Linked DNA regions of Macaca mulatta: regions 1 and 2 are each linked to region 3. The links are chromatin contacts, called in public Hi-C maps. All regions are on one chromosome and are shown on one strand. Each heading gives the region's core, a stretch centred on a gene start, on an enhancer-like site or on the middle of the called end of the contact. The rest is flanking DNA. Distances are from core to core; before and after follow the strand shown.

The links. A called contact is a pair of places that touch in the nucleus more often than the background predicts.
Region 1: a Hi-C map of fetal cortical plate shows a contact between it and region 3, with 1.7 times the contacts expected there. The contact joins the promoter of CALHM6 here to the promoter of DSE in region 3. A contact is called at or near these places in 2 of 14 Hi-C or Micro-C datasets (fetal cortical plate and liver).
Region 2: a Hi-C map of cortical neurons shows a contact between it and region 3, with 4 times the contacts expected there. The contact joins the promoter of TSPYL1 here to the promoter of DSE in region 3. A contact is called at or near these places in 3 of 14 Hi-C or Micro-C datasets (cortical neurons, fetal cortical plate and liver).

What each region holds. Positions count from the first base shown.
Region 1 is chr4:21,504,128-21,508,390 of T2T-MMU8v2.0, forward strand. CALHM6 (calcium homeostasis modulator family member 6) reads left to right here and starts at 2,246. Exons shown (of 2, transcript XM_001111520.5): 1 at 2,246-3,122; 2 at 3,942-4,263. The coding sequence starts at 2,598.
Region 2 is chr4:21,323,588-21,328,186 of T2T-MMU8v2.0, forward strand. TSPYL1 (TSPY like 1) reads right to left here and starts at 2,048. Exons shown (of 2, transcript XM_077999307.1): 1 at 912-2,048. The coding sequence starts at 1,946.
Region 3 is chr4:21,414,291-21,419,148 of T2T-MMU8v2.0, forward strand. DSE (dermatan sulfate epimerase) reads left to right here and starts at 2,920. Exons shown (of 6, transcript XM_015137544.3): 1 at 2,920-3,113. It also overlaps the pseudogene LOC106998168.

The DNA of each region.
Region 1 (4,263 bases), core at 996-3,495, 89 kb after region 3:
GCATAATCTTCAGAACCCTTTCTCTCCATTTACTATATCATCTCTACTATAAGTTCAAAGATGGCTGGATACCTGTGTCTTCTTCCTTGTTGTATCCAGCAATTCCAAGTACTTTTGATAGATACCTGACATGTTCTGAGTGTTTATTAAACATCTAAATGAATGACTGAATGAACAAATGAACTAATTAATAACTGGTTAACAAACGAATTAATCTATTTGGGGGAGGGGGCTGATAGATTAAAGTTTCTGTAAGTAAACATATTTCAAACAAATCATTGACTAAATACCAGAAGCCAGAGAAGAGAAGGTGATGGACTTCATTAGAGTCTTAATAAATGAAGGGAACAAAACCAGACCATAGGAATGAGGTGAAGGAGGAGATGGTGCTGATTAGATTGAGCCTTAGTGGATGATAAACTATTACAGCACAGTGATAAAACCCTGGGATGGCTATCAGTAGGTAACCAGGAAAATGCCAGCCATCCCTCTTGGTTTGAGAGATGTGGGAGAATAAATTAATCTCACTCAAGAAGACAGAAGGGTGCATTTTTATTAGGTTTCAGTTAGAGGAGATTTGGATAAAGCCATTTGCACAAAGGTTGTGGATATACTGATGTTCGTGCATGATGGAATATGGGAAGGGTGGAGGAGAGAGGACACAATAGAGTATTATGGTAGAGGTGAAGAAGAGTGCAGCAGTAGGAGGAGAGTTACTCAAGGCACAAGGGAAGAAGTTTATCTTGGGAGATGAAAAATTACAAAGATAATGGTCATAGCAGAAGTGATTTGCTTCAAACATGCAACTTTGCTGCAAGTTGACAGGAAGCCTGGTAGTATCTGGTCTAAACTCAGAGAAGAGGGCTCCAACTTTCCTGCATGACCATGAAGACCCTCATCTGGGGTTAGCCTCTAAACACACAGAAAAAGATATCTATTTACCACACCACTATGGAATGACAGCTTTTGGCACTATGCTAGGCACCCTGCTGGTGGTGTTGGAGGGAGAGTAGTTAAGAAGGCAAGTTAGACTAAGAAAATAATAATAAATTTCTTGTCCCTTCTCTAACAATTCATTTGGTTCCACGGGCTACCTATTCTTCCCAGATAAAATAAGGCAAGCCTAGTGGATGGGCACCAATAAGAACCATTTCATTGTGAACTGCCCGCCCAAGCTCCATATCCAGATACCCTGCTTGTGGTGAAGCAGACAGCTAAGGTGTACACCAATTCTCTTAAGGTAGCAGAGTCATATTGAGTCACTTAATACTACCCACTGAATTGATCCACGGTTTAAAATTCAAAATTCAGTATTCATCAAGATTGTTAAGTTATGTACAATGTAATTATTTGTTGTCTATTCCTCAAATTGCATTGTAAGGGGTAAACTCTCACACTGAGCATTCATTTAACAGACATACCCTATAGGTAAAGACACTTTACATATGCTGCTCAATCTACTCATATCAATAATCTTGAAAAGTGGGCACTGTTATCCTTCTTTTACAAATAAGGATGCTGTGTCTCAGAGGGGCCTACTTGTTAAATACACCACAGACACGATGTGCTTGACTTCAAACTCCATGTTCTTTCAAGCACACCTCAGCTCACTGTAACCTACTCTGGAGTCACACAGAGTAAGACTCAATATCACAAAAGTGGTTACAGTGTTTGTGTCAGAACAATGCTGCCTTCAGAAAACTGAAGGTGGAGGAAACAACAACATTAGATAGATGTAGCTGCAGTTTGCAATTTTGGGTTCAACTAGTATTCTTTGAACAATCATGTATCCCCTTCTGTGCTGATCAGCTTGGTGGTCAGAGTCAGAATTTTACCCTCCTATAACACTGACCGTGTTATGACATACCTGAAAGAAAATGACATTGTATTGATGAGTAAATCAATACAGTATATTTGCTCTAATGCCCTGAAGGAGATCAGGTAGAGGAGAGAAGAGTCAGTGTGAACTAGGCTGGTGGTTCTGTCCAGGAGGGAGACAGAAAGCGTGCCGCACGTTATAGAAGTACCAGAACTTGAGCTGGACTTTGCTATGATTTAGCTTATGAAGGAGGAACCAGAAATTTGTCCTTGAATAATGTTTCCCGTAAGTAGTCAGTTTTTCGATAATTATTTGGTTTTACTGTGATCTGGCTTAGTGACTAGGGTGGCTGCAATAGAGGAAAATCTGGTATTTCCCAGTTTTCCCAACTGGTGGCTGTGGGTCAAGAAGGTAGTTTCCTGGTTCGTTGTCAGATTGGTGGTAACAAAGGAACAAGGTCAATCTTCTGTCAGAGTTCCTGAATTGGGGGAGGAAGATAACTGGTGCCTCTGCCTTTGGAACGGGGTGGGCGCCAGAGAGGTCAAGGGGCCAGGGGGTGTCTGTTTGCCTGGTTCTCTTCGTTAACCAGAACTGGTGTGGCTGAAATGAGAAAGTGAAACTTTAGGAAGGTCTGAGAAGCCCTCTTCCCTTTTAAAAGAGTTGCTTCTCGCAGAGTGGAAAGCCCCGGTCCCCAGTCCACCAAAACCATTTGACAAGCAGGACAGCGAAGAGGCAGAAGGATCAGGGCCTGTCCGCGACGTCCCGGGGGACGAGGCTCATGGAGAAGTTTCGGGCAGTGCTGGACCTGCACCTCAAGCACCACAGCGCCCTGGGCTACGGCCTGGTGACCCTGCTGACGGCGGGCGGGGAGCGCATTTTCTCCACCGTGGTGTTCCAGTGCCCGTGCAGCGCCGCCTGGAACCTGCCCTACGGCCTGGTCTTCTTGCTGGTGCCGGCGCTCGCGCTCTTCCTCTTGGGCTATGTGTTGAGCGCACGCACGTGGCGCCTGATCACCGGCTGCGGCTGCAGAGCCCGCGCGAGTTGCGGATCTGGGCTGCGCGGCTCCCTGGTGTGCGCGCAGCTCAGCGCGGCCGCCGCGCTCGCGCCCCTCACTTGGGTGGCCGTGGCGCTGCTCGGGGGCGCCTTTTACGAGTGCGCGGCCAGCGGGAGTGCGGTCTTAGCGCAGCGCCTGTGCCTCGACCGCGACCACAACTGCGCCGCGGAGCTGCCGCTGGTGCCCTGCCACGAGGCCAAGGCGTCGGACGTGCAGGACCTCCTGAAGGATCTGAAGGCTCAGTCGCAGGTCTGCCGCTGGCACTGGGGGCGTTTGGGGAGAGCCGAGGGGCCGAGATTTCGCTGGGCGTCTGGGGTGAGGGAAAAGTCGGTGACTTTTCTCCAGATATTCAATGCCTAAGAAAATCTAGAATGGCTCCTTGCATCTAATTTGCCGTCAAACGAATATCTAAATAAAACGCATGAAAAGGAGAAAAAAGCATTCCTGTAGTATCTGCCACTGTACATGAATCGTGGAAAGTGGGAGTGAGAGTGGGCACACCTACTCTGTGCCAGATATTGCGCTAGGCCCTTGACCGCCTGCATTATTTTTACGCCTCACAACAGCGGTTTTGCCATTACAAGTAATAGTTTCATATCTCCACTATATAGCGACTTCACTGAGTCTAAGTAGTTTGCCCAGTCAGTAGAAAGCAGAAGAATTGTTACAATTAAAGGCGTCTATACAATAAAATGGGTCTGTCTGGCTGTAAAGCCAGCACCCCACATTGCATCTGGACTTAGAAAGCTCAGAAGTTCTTTAAAATGAACACTTCTTTCCCAGGATTTGCAGAAGTTCCACGTTTTGAATTCTAAGGGAGTGGTATGGGCTCCTCCCTGGGCAGAATCACAGTGCATAACTTGGACTAGAGTTGACCTTTCAAGCAAGCAGTTGTACTGGGGGTCGAGGGAGGTTACTGCGACACCTTACTCTTAAGGAATTAAGACCTAAAACTGTTGCTTGTTCATCGTCGTAACTGGAGAGTAGTTGAAGCTTTATCTGAGCATTTTTAAATTTCTTGTAAAAAAAAAAAAAAGTAACTAAATTACTATTTTGTGTTTTCTTAAGGTGTTGGGCTGGATCTTGATAGCAGCTGTTATCATCGTCCTTCTGATTTTTACATGTGTCAGCCGATGCCTGTCTCCAGTTAGTTTTCTGCAGCTGAAATTCTGGAAAATCTATTTGGAACAGGAGCAGCAGATCCTTAAAAGTAAAGCCACAGAGCATGCAACTGAATTGGCAAAAGAGAATGTTAAATGTTTCTTTGAGGGCTCCCATCCGAAAGAATGTAACACTCCGAGCGTTAAAGAGTGGCAGCAAATTTCATCACTGTATACTTTCAATCAGAAGGACCCGTACTACAGCATGTTGCACAAATATGTTAACAGAA
Region 2 (4,599 bases), core at 798-3,297, 92 kb before region 3:
AGGGCAAGACTCCGTCTCAAAAAAAAAAAAAAAAGGCAGAGGAAAAGAGGGAGAGAGGGACCTTGGCAGGAGCCAATGCAGGGCAGGTAGCAATAGAAAGTGACTAGAGGTGAAGGAAGAGCAATAAAGTAGCATAAATCACACAGAACAAGCGGCTCACTGCTTTTCTCCTCTGAGTTCATTAACGTCCAGTAACTGTCCACAGGGCATGCGCCCTTACTTCACGATGCAGAGCTGAGTAGGTGGAATAGGCTCCCAAAGGTAGAAATCCAGGTGATAGCAACCAGTTCAGAGGCCCTGGGAATAAACAGCGTCCAAGCAGTGCAGATAAAGGCAGTACAATCTACAGTATCATTTGCTTGGCTTACAAGTAGCGTGAAGGATGACCTCGTAGCATGTGATATTCCAGAACAGCATGAAGGTCATATGGAAGTGGAGACGCATACCCACCACCGTCTCAATCTTGAGGTTGAGAGAACTGAATATCCAAAGGAAAGAGGGTGCAGAAAAGTCAGCAAAAACAAAACACAGTAGAAGACATACCCATTGCTGATGCCCAAGCACAAGTCCAGCAGAAGGTGGTAGGAGACCTTGTGCAGGAGTATTCCCAAGGGCAAATGTTAACCAGACTGGAACCCAAAGGGCCTCGGGATCTCTACTGGCTCCCTTAGTGGGCGACGTCTGGCTCTACGGACTCCTTCACGCAACAGGTAGTATTGCAGTGGATTTGGCCACAGATCCTCTTTAATAATCTCAGCAATTTTGTCGGACTCTGGAAGGCTGTGGTCTGAAAACCAGGTGAAGAAGCTGCAGATGAGGTCTTGGTTTCTGCGAATGAAGGACTGGGGTTCATGCCCCCTGCGCCATATAATTGGAGTAGAAAGAGACACCACCCGGCCGGAGGATCTTACCTCATATTCCTTGACAATCAGCTTGTTTCTGAAGTAGGGGTTTCTTCTAAAGAAGAACTTGAACTTGCAGCCGGTTCTAGGGTGTCTGAGTTCCTTCACCTCTAAATTGGTTATGTACCTTAACATCTCTGCATCTTGGCCCCTAATCATGGCGGACAACTGGGGATGGTTTCGAAAAGCCGTCATCCAGAAGCCCGGGATATTCTGAATGATGTAGTTCCTCCGCTCCAGGTAGTGTCGACGCATCCGCCCAAACTTGTGCTCCAGCTGTTGGAAGGCCCTGTCGGCCTGAGCATTCACAGTGTCCAGTTCCAGCTGGATGGCCTCCAGAGGGTCCATGCGGAGAGCCTCATGCAGAGGCCAGGGCCCTTCCTCCTCCCTCGCCTCCTCCTCCACTCTATCTTCCTCCGCCACTTCTATTTCTTCACCTTCCGGCAGCTGCTCCTCTACCTCCATCTGCTCCTCCACTACCTCCTTCTCCGCCAGGCCTTCCTTCACCACCACCTCAGCGCTCTCCCCCTCAGCCACGGCTGCTGAGACAGTGGCGCACTTTCCTGTCTTCACCTCCTCGGTGTCGTTCTCGGCCCCCGCCCCCGCCGGCAGCTCAGACGCGGATCTCTCGGCGCCATAGATTTCTAGGGCCTTCTCTCCACCCTGAACGCCCTTTTTCAAGCTGCGGTCCACTGCCACCACCACCACAGAAGCGGCTGCCAGGCCCTCAGCGGGAGGCTGGCCCTCTTCCTGCCCGGCTTTGATCGCCACATGACCGCGACCCCCAATAACTCGGATCTGGGGAGTACTGCCACGGCCCGCGGGATCCTGAGGTACGCCCCCCTCCTCTGAAGGCTGTGGAGGCGGGAGCGCGATGGTCTCCGAGCCTCCCTCACCCGGCTCCGCCATCACCTGTGTCGTCTCGCTTTGGTCGCGGAGCTTCAGGCACTGGTGTGCGTCCGGGTCGCTCGGGACGTGGTCAGAAATAATGATGCTGTGGGTTTGGAGGGGAGGGGTCCTCTCGACCCCATCCACGCCGCTCATGTTGGTAACAGTCGGACCAACCGCAGGTGAACGCCCGTTTTCCTCAGAGAAGCCGAGCTCGGAGCTAACCGCCGCTCGCACCGCCCACCCGCCAGTCTCACTAACATCTCCGCGGCGGTGTCGTCAGGGATGCAGATCTCACGGTATCGCGAGAACTTGCTGAGCCCGGGATTGGTTCCGCCGCTCCCTGCCAGCCAACCGGATTCTCTGGGCTTTACTTCTGTGAATTTACCCATAGCAACAGTAATTTTAACTACGTAAATGTATGTAGATTGTGCTGAGTCTGAAAGCACTGACGACCCACCTTGAGATGCATCTGGAGACTTCTCCCAGCATGTAGGAGCGGTTGTAAAATCACAGCCGTAACAGTGCCTGCTCTCCAGTGTCTGAAAACAAGTGTTTTTCTGGTCTTCACTTTTTTGAGGCTATTAATCTTAAAAAGAAGTATTTTGCTCCTGGTTACGTGGAGTAACTAATGTTTCCCCCCTTCTAAGTAAAAGTGACATAAAAATGTCAAGTCTAGCCTCTACGATTACTGGGGGAAAAAAAGCTACTCAGCTTCCTTACCACTAAAGCGATGCTTATTATTCATTGCTAATTTTTTATGTATGGTCTGCATCAAATAAGAGTTTGTGCTGCATAATATCTGTAGGAATTAAGCCAGGATCAGTTTGCTAAATGTTGTTTCATGCCTCCTCACTGCAAGAAAGAGGAAATAATAACTATTTCCAGCCCCATGAACTTAATTTGTTATCATATTTAGTTATGTAAGATAGGAATGTTTGGCTCTAATGAAGCATTTGTCTTTAGCAATCAGCTAAGAGTTCATTAGAGGGGAATGTTAATGTCTCTGGTTGAAGTGTTCCAGTTTTTTGACTTGTGAGTTAAACTGCTGCTATCTTAGAGAGTTACAAGGCCTCAGAGAAATATCAGTAGGGGGAGCAACATACCACCATTTTGTGAGGAAAGGCTAGTTAAAATGGACAACAAAGATGGCCTTGAAGTAGAAAACAAACTTGCAAAGGGCAACATGCAGCTGGTTGACTCAAGGCATAAAAGAGGCAAACCTTATTTTCTACTTAATTTGCTTCGTGTGGTAGTAAGCTGATGGCCCTCAGAGATGTACTAGTCTTAGTTATGTGGCTAAAGGGACTTTGCAGATATGATTAAGTTAAAGGTTTGGAGATGAGAAGATGATTCTGGATTATACAGATGGGCCCTATGGAATTACATTTCTTATAAGAAGGAGGTAGGAGGGTCAGAGAAGATGAGAGGACGAAAGCACAGAGAGAGGGAAAGAATGGTGGAGAATAGGAGGGGGAGGGAGGAAAGGGAAATCGCTATGTTGCAGGCTTTGAAGATGGAGGAAGGAGCCAGGATCGTAGGAATAAAGGCAGCCTCTAGAAGCTTGAAAGGTAAGGAAATAGATTCTATCCTAGAGCCTCCAAAGGAATGCCAACACCTTGAGGTTATTACCTCTAACCTCCAGCACTATAAGATAATAAATTTGTGTATTTTAAGCTATTAAATTTGTGATAATTTGTTACAGAAGCAATATTAAATGAATACACTTTGGATTAAGGTTTGGTTGCATCTATGGGTGCCTCAAATTGTTTCTAATTTGCCCCTTCTGCCTTGCTCATTGCTTCCCATGAGTTTCTGCCCAACAGCTGTGATGTATTACAGCTTGAATCTGTCTTTCAATATCAAGACCAGATATACACCTAGGCAATACACAGAGACAAAATTAAAGCCTAAACATACCACAAATGATATCTGAGGAGACCATAAACTGCAAGAGGACAAGATCATGGTTTTGTTTCCCTCTGTTTATCGAGTGCCTAGCACACTACCTTGCACAGTATCCCATAGATTATTAAAATGTTAAATAAAGGAGCAACTGAGCAGAAAACAGTTTCTCTTGCTTACAACCTGCTGCTTGCAGAAGACAAGTAAGGGGCATATGGGTTGTCACCTGCTCTCCTTCCTATCTGCCACTGGCAACACAGAGAGCTGCTCTACTGTATATAGTAATAGATTCTTACTCAGGAGAATAAATTTCTATATATGCTTCAAAGGCTCTAAAAGGATAGGAAAAACACAGAGAAAACAATTTTATTTTACAAATAATTTAAGTTTCTGTGGTCACACTGTGTGACAAACTCTGAAAAGACCAGTATATTTAGGTGAGTTTACATATCAAAACCTCGGACTACCAATACTGTATTTCCAATTCTTCTCTCCTTTCTGGAAAAGTCAAGGTAATCATTTCAGGCCTTACTTCTTTTCTGTCGAAAGAAATATAGAGTGCTTTCTTCTCTACAAGTGATGGAGCCTGTTATGCATGGCTGGAATTACTTTTGGTATAAATAAAAAGCAATAATGGAACTTTTCACAAAGCCTGTTTCTAATTGCCGTGAAATCATCTTCTATATTGAACTGGTATAATTTCATTCGGCCTAAAGTGGAAACTTTTATTATTCCAATAAGCCTTCTAGTTTTTTAAGCAGAAAAGAGTGTCAGGCTTGGACCAATCCTAGAATGTAGATGACTTTGTCAAAGAAGCCGTTATATAATTAGTGTAATTAACACTCTTACCAATGATGCTAGGAAAACTCTAATTAGGATCATGTAAGTATAATCAGGACTCTGC
Region 3 (4,858 bases), core at 1,670-4,169:
AGAATTCAGTAAGTAGTCATTTCCTTTGTTTTTTGACAATATTACAGTAGAGCAAAGACATCCAATAGACAAAGCTCATCTGCTGTTTGGGGCTGCATCTAGGAGTAAGGGGTCACTTTTTCCTAATCCTTCAGCTAAGGTGAGAGTGGGGGTACCTTTTTCTAAATCCTGCAAAAGTGCCATATACCCATATACACAGGGTGCTACCCTGGGACAACAGACAAAAACAGGACAAGGTAATATCTGGGTCCTCAACTGATAAGAATGTTCATCAGTAGCATTCAAATCCAGTGTCAGCTGGCAGAGGAGGGTACCTGAGAATGAGAACTTAAATGATGGTATGGCACAGACCGGATTTACAGAGGTCATGAAATTGAGAGGTAGAATTACTCAGTTATATCAATGATACCCAACATGTCAACAAGCTCAACAAGCTAAGAGGCCTAATTTAACACAATAAAATTCAGTAAAATCACAGGTTAAGTGCTGAACACTGCATTAAGTGTAGTTGTCTAGTTCAGTGAGTCTCCAACTAAACTTTTAACACTTTAAGGTTTTATTTCATAGATTGTAATATGGAGTCAGCTGGGTAATATTGCTGCCATAGAAGCTCCAAGGATATACTTAGGGAAAAACAGTAATTACAACAAAGCCATTAAACATCTTTCTACTTTGTCACTTGGGTGAAACCTTGAATTCAATTATTGGCATCAAGGTTTGAGAGAGATGTTGGCAAAGTAAATCTCCTCCTGAGAGCTTTCTTAATGGATGAAGAAAAGCTGATGGAGTGAATATGTACCCAGGTAAATTGAAGTATTCTCCCGTGGAATCAAGGCTAGGTGTATCCTGTAGATTCCAGAGAGCAGAATAGCAGATCTGTTGAGATTTACTGTAATGGAGTGAGCGGGGCAGGGGAGGGGTGTGCTTTGCACAAAGTGAATGTCATCCAGAGGCCAATTCACAGGTCACTCAAAAGCAAAATTGTGGGGGTGTGAGGGTAAAGGGGAGCAAATGACAGTGAGTACTGCCTCCTTTGAAGAATTCTCAATCCTGGTTGTACACTGTCATCATCTGGGAAGAGATTTTAAAATGCGGATGCTGATGCTTAGACCCTAACCTCAGAGATTCTGATTTGTTGTTCTTGGGTGGGGGTTCCCATTAGAAAGAATTTATTATAGCTCCCCTGCTGATTCTAAAGTTCCAGGTTGGAGAATCACTGAACTAGACTACTACTTGCTGAGAGGTTAAGTAAATTAAACCAGATGTTTTTTCTAAAGTCTCTTTCAAATTTGAGAAGATAAATGGAAATTAACACGGATTACATAGTATAGTTAGACACTTTCACAATTTGTTCTAATAATTGCATTAGTATATGTAAATCTCTTAGCATAGTGACCGTCTGATATGGTGTAGTAAACTCTCAATAAACATTAGCTATTTTTATTGTATCCTCTCCATAACTGTTCAAACGAGGTATTATATCGTTACACTATAGATGAGGAAACTGAGGCTCTGATGTTAGTTTTCCAAGGCCCACAGTAGTAAAAGCAAAGTTTGGATTTGAACCAAAAATTAATTCCAGTTTCCAGAGTCCTCTTCTCTCCTCCACAGACCTTCCCTAAAGCATCTAGTTTATGCAAATTAGTGATTTACCTGAGCGAACATTTAAAAAATTTAATAGTATCACTTCCTCTTGGCCTGTTTGTAAGGAGTTCCTCTTAAATGCAATTTCTGAAAAAGAGAAGCATAAACTGAGACATCCACATTTTTTCTGTATTTGGCCAAATAGAAGTGAGAACCTCTGAGGTCAGGGGAATTGGATGGAGGTACCCTTCAGAATTCATGGAGGAAAGCACTGCTCCCAGTAAAATATCTCCCATTCTAATGAATGGGTAAGTAGCCTACAAATCTTTCACTTCGGTACAATCTAGGTCTGGTAGGTTACATGAACACACTGGGTGGAGGTGGAGGGTGGGGGAAGTATTCCTGAGGTAATGGCCCTGATCATACCTGTCATCTCCTTGGGGCCTGGTTGGACCTGGCTGAGTGTGTTTGAGCCCAGTGGCTGATTTTTGGAAAACAGGAGGACTCTTCTCCAAGAGGCTGTGACTACCAAAGTTGCAAATGCTCCACCTGAACTTGGGTGCATGAGCGATCTCTCTCTCTCTCTCACACCCCCCACTGCGTAAGATAAATTTCCGTTTGTGAGCTGCCTACATTAAATGCTTTGCTCCTGACCTTCTATGATTAAAATCTGTTCCGTTTGCAGGGTTCGGTGCGCTTGGATTTAGTGTATTTTGTTGGTAAAGTAAAAAAGAGAACTGCTTCTCTATAGGCGATCCCCCTCCAAACCCTGCTCCCCCCCCGCCCCCCAACTAACTTCTCTTTGGGAAGAGAGTAAACTGAAATTCGAGAGAAAAGAGGCAGTAACTATTCGGGAGGAGCAGACTGCAGTGGGCACCAGCCCGGGTAGTAAGATTCTTAACGTCTTCCTCGCTTTCCTCTCCCAGAGTTGTGTGTAAGCATCAGCTCCTCCCCCTGGGCCTCCAAAAGTTACCTTTCCTTTGGGTGTGATTCTCGAACCTGAAGCGTTTGAGTCCTAAGAAACTAGAACAAGTTAGAGCCAAAGAGGCCTGGCGGGCAGGGGTGCGGGTGGAGTCCGGGCCGGGTGGCGTGGAAGGCCGAGCACAGCTGCGAGCCGTGAGTCCCGGGAGAGGAGGAGCGGGAGAAAGCGGGGCGGGCCTGCGGTCGGGGTTCGGCCGGGAGAGGGGGTCCCCGTTTCCCCCTCCTCATCCTCGCCTCCTCGGGCTCTGGTGACGTTGCGGTTTCCTCCCCCCTCCAGCGGAGCCTCAGCGCCCGCCGCGTCCCTCCCTCCGCCCCTTTCGCCCACACCTACCCGCCCGCGCCGGCCCGGCTCTCAGTAGCGCCGCCCGAGGCTACAGCAGCGCATCCCGGGGCGCGGCGCCCACCAGCACCCATGGCGCGGCGGTGGCGCGGAAGGCTCGGTTCGGAAAGGGCCGGGAGCCCGGGCGCCCTGGTGTGAGGAGGGCCAGGAGCTGGCTCTGGAGGCTGCGGAGGCGACGCCGGAAAGAACGAAGCCTCGGCGGGGAGCGGTAAGCGGAGGGGCGCGCAAGGGGCGAGCTGGGGCGCGCGGCGCAACTTTCTTCTGGAGTTTCGGGCGGGTAGCCTGTGGGGCTGGCCCGGCACGGGCAGGAGACGGAGAGCCACGTCCCCGGCTGAGAGCGGAGCGCCGCGGGCTGCGCGCCCGGGCCCGGCTCGGCTGGGCTCCGAGAGAGCGCCTGACGCGTGAAGACTGAGCCACGGACTTCCCCAGCGGCTGAGCAGCCTCGAGGGGCAGCTTTTCGCCCCTCCCCACCCCCTTGAACGCGAGCACTGAGCCGGGAACACGATGAGAACCTGGAGATCGCATTCAGTGCGTCGGATCAGGGCGGCCCAGCCGCGATTTCCTCGACGGTCCATGGGGCCTCGACTTCACTCTGCGGGGTTGGGTGGCACACCCTCGCGTCCTCCTTTCCCTCCGTATCCCAGCCATTTGGAGGTTGGGGGAGGTGGCGGTGGCGTGTGTGCCGATCCTGGCGCTGGCAGCCCTACTTTGCGGCTGCGGAAGCCGAGGAAGAGCTTCCCAAGCCTCTCCAGACGCTGGATTCCAGCGCTCCTTGGCTCCGCCGGCACTCGGAGAAATTGTTAGTAAACCTCAGCCCCCGAGGCAGTCCCGGGGAGAGGAGGGGGCGGGGGCTTGACTCACGGACTGGGAAGCTCTGAAAGTGATACCACATGGGCTCAAGATCTGTCGGGGCTGGAATCTGAGCTAAGTTTGTGACCTGAGAACTTCTTCGTTTTCATCGCTCCTTTAAGGCAGCAGCCTCCTCTTAAGCTGGCTGGCATTCAGATGGAAACCGAAGCCTTTGGTTAAAATCAGGATGGTGAACCTCACTTACCTGAAATTCTTTAGGTCAGGCAATGACGCGTTTAGTTCTAGGAATCTTCGTGTAATAAAGTTTTTTTTTTTTTTAAGTTTTCACTGGTCATGGTTTAGAAAGTCATGGTTTAGCCTTGTTAAATGTGTGAAAGATCTTCTCACTTATACATATTTTCAGTATTTTTCACATTATGGAATTTAAACTTTCAGTAATTCTCTCAAGTTTTTAAAAAAATTCTCAATGATAATCTCTATGTGAAAGTGATATACAATATTGTATAGTGTATTCTAACTATATTGCTAAATGGGATCACAAAAACCCTAATGTGCATGGAAGAAAATATAGGATTATCTGAGTATTTGTTTCATGCAAATACTTAGATTTCCGTATCGTGACCTCTTCCTTTGACGGTCAGGATACAGATACAAGTTCTTTTTTGAAGTATGTTGGTAAGGACTGTTCTAGTAAAAATGGAGAAGATAACAGATTGAATTTGATGTCTCCATCACCTAGTGACCCCTCTGGGTTCAGCAAAATGTGCAAGATAGTGCTTACATACAGAGGTATATGAGATCAGCCTTAGCTCTCTTGGAGCTACTAATACAGAACCTGAGAAACATCAATAAGCAGCACTTCCCAAGTTTGAACTTGGGAAGAGTTATTTTTCATTGACATGTATATGATGTCAGTATCAGTTTTTATGAAGTTTTTGTTAAATAAAAACACTGGCCTACAAAGTACATTTTGACAAATTAAAAAATACTGAAAGTACAGTCACCAAGTAAAGGGGAATTCTAAAAAAAAAAAAAAAAAAAAAAAGGCCGGGCGCGGTGGCTCACGCCTGTAATCCCAGCACTTTGGGAGGCCCAGGGCAGATCACGAGGTCAGGAGTTAGAGACCAGCCTGGCCCATATGGG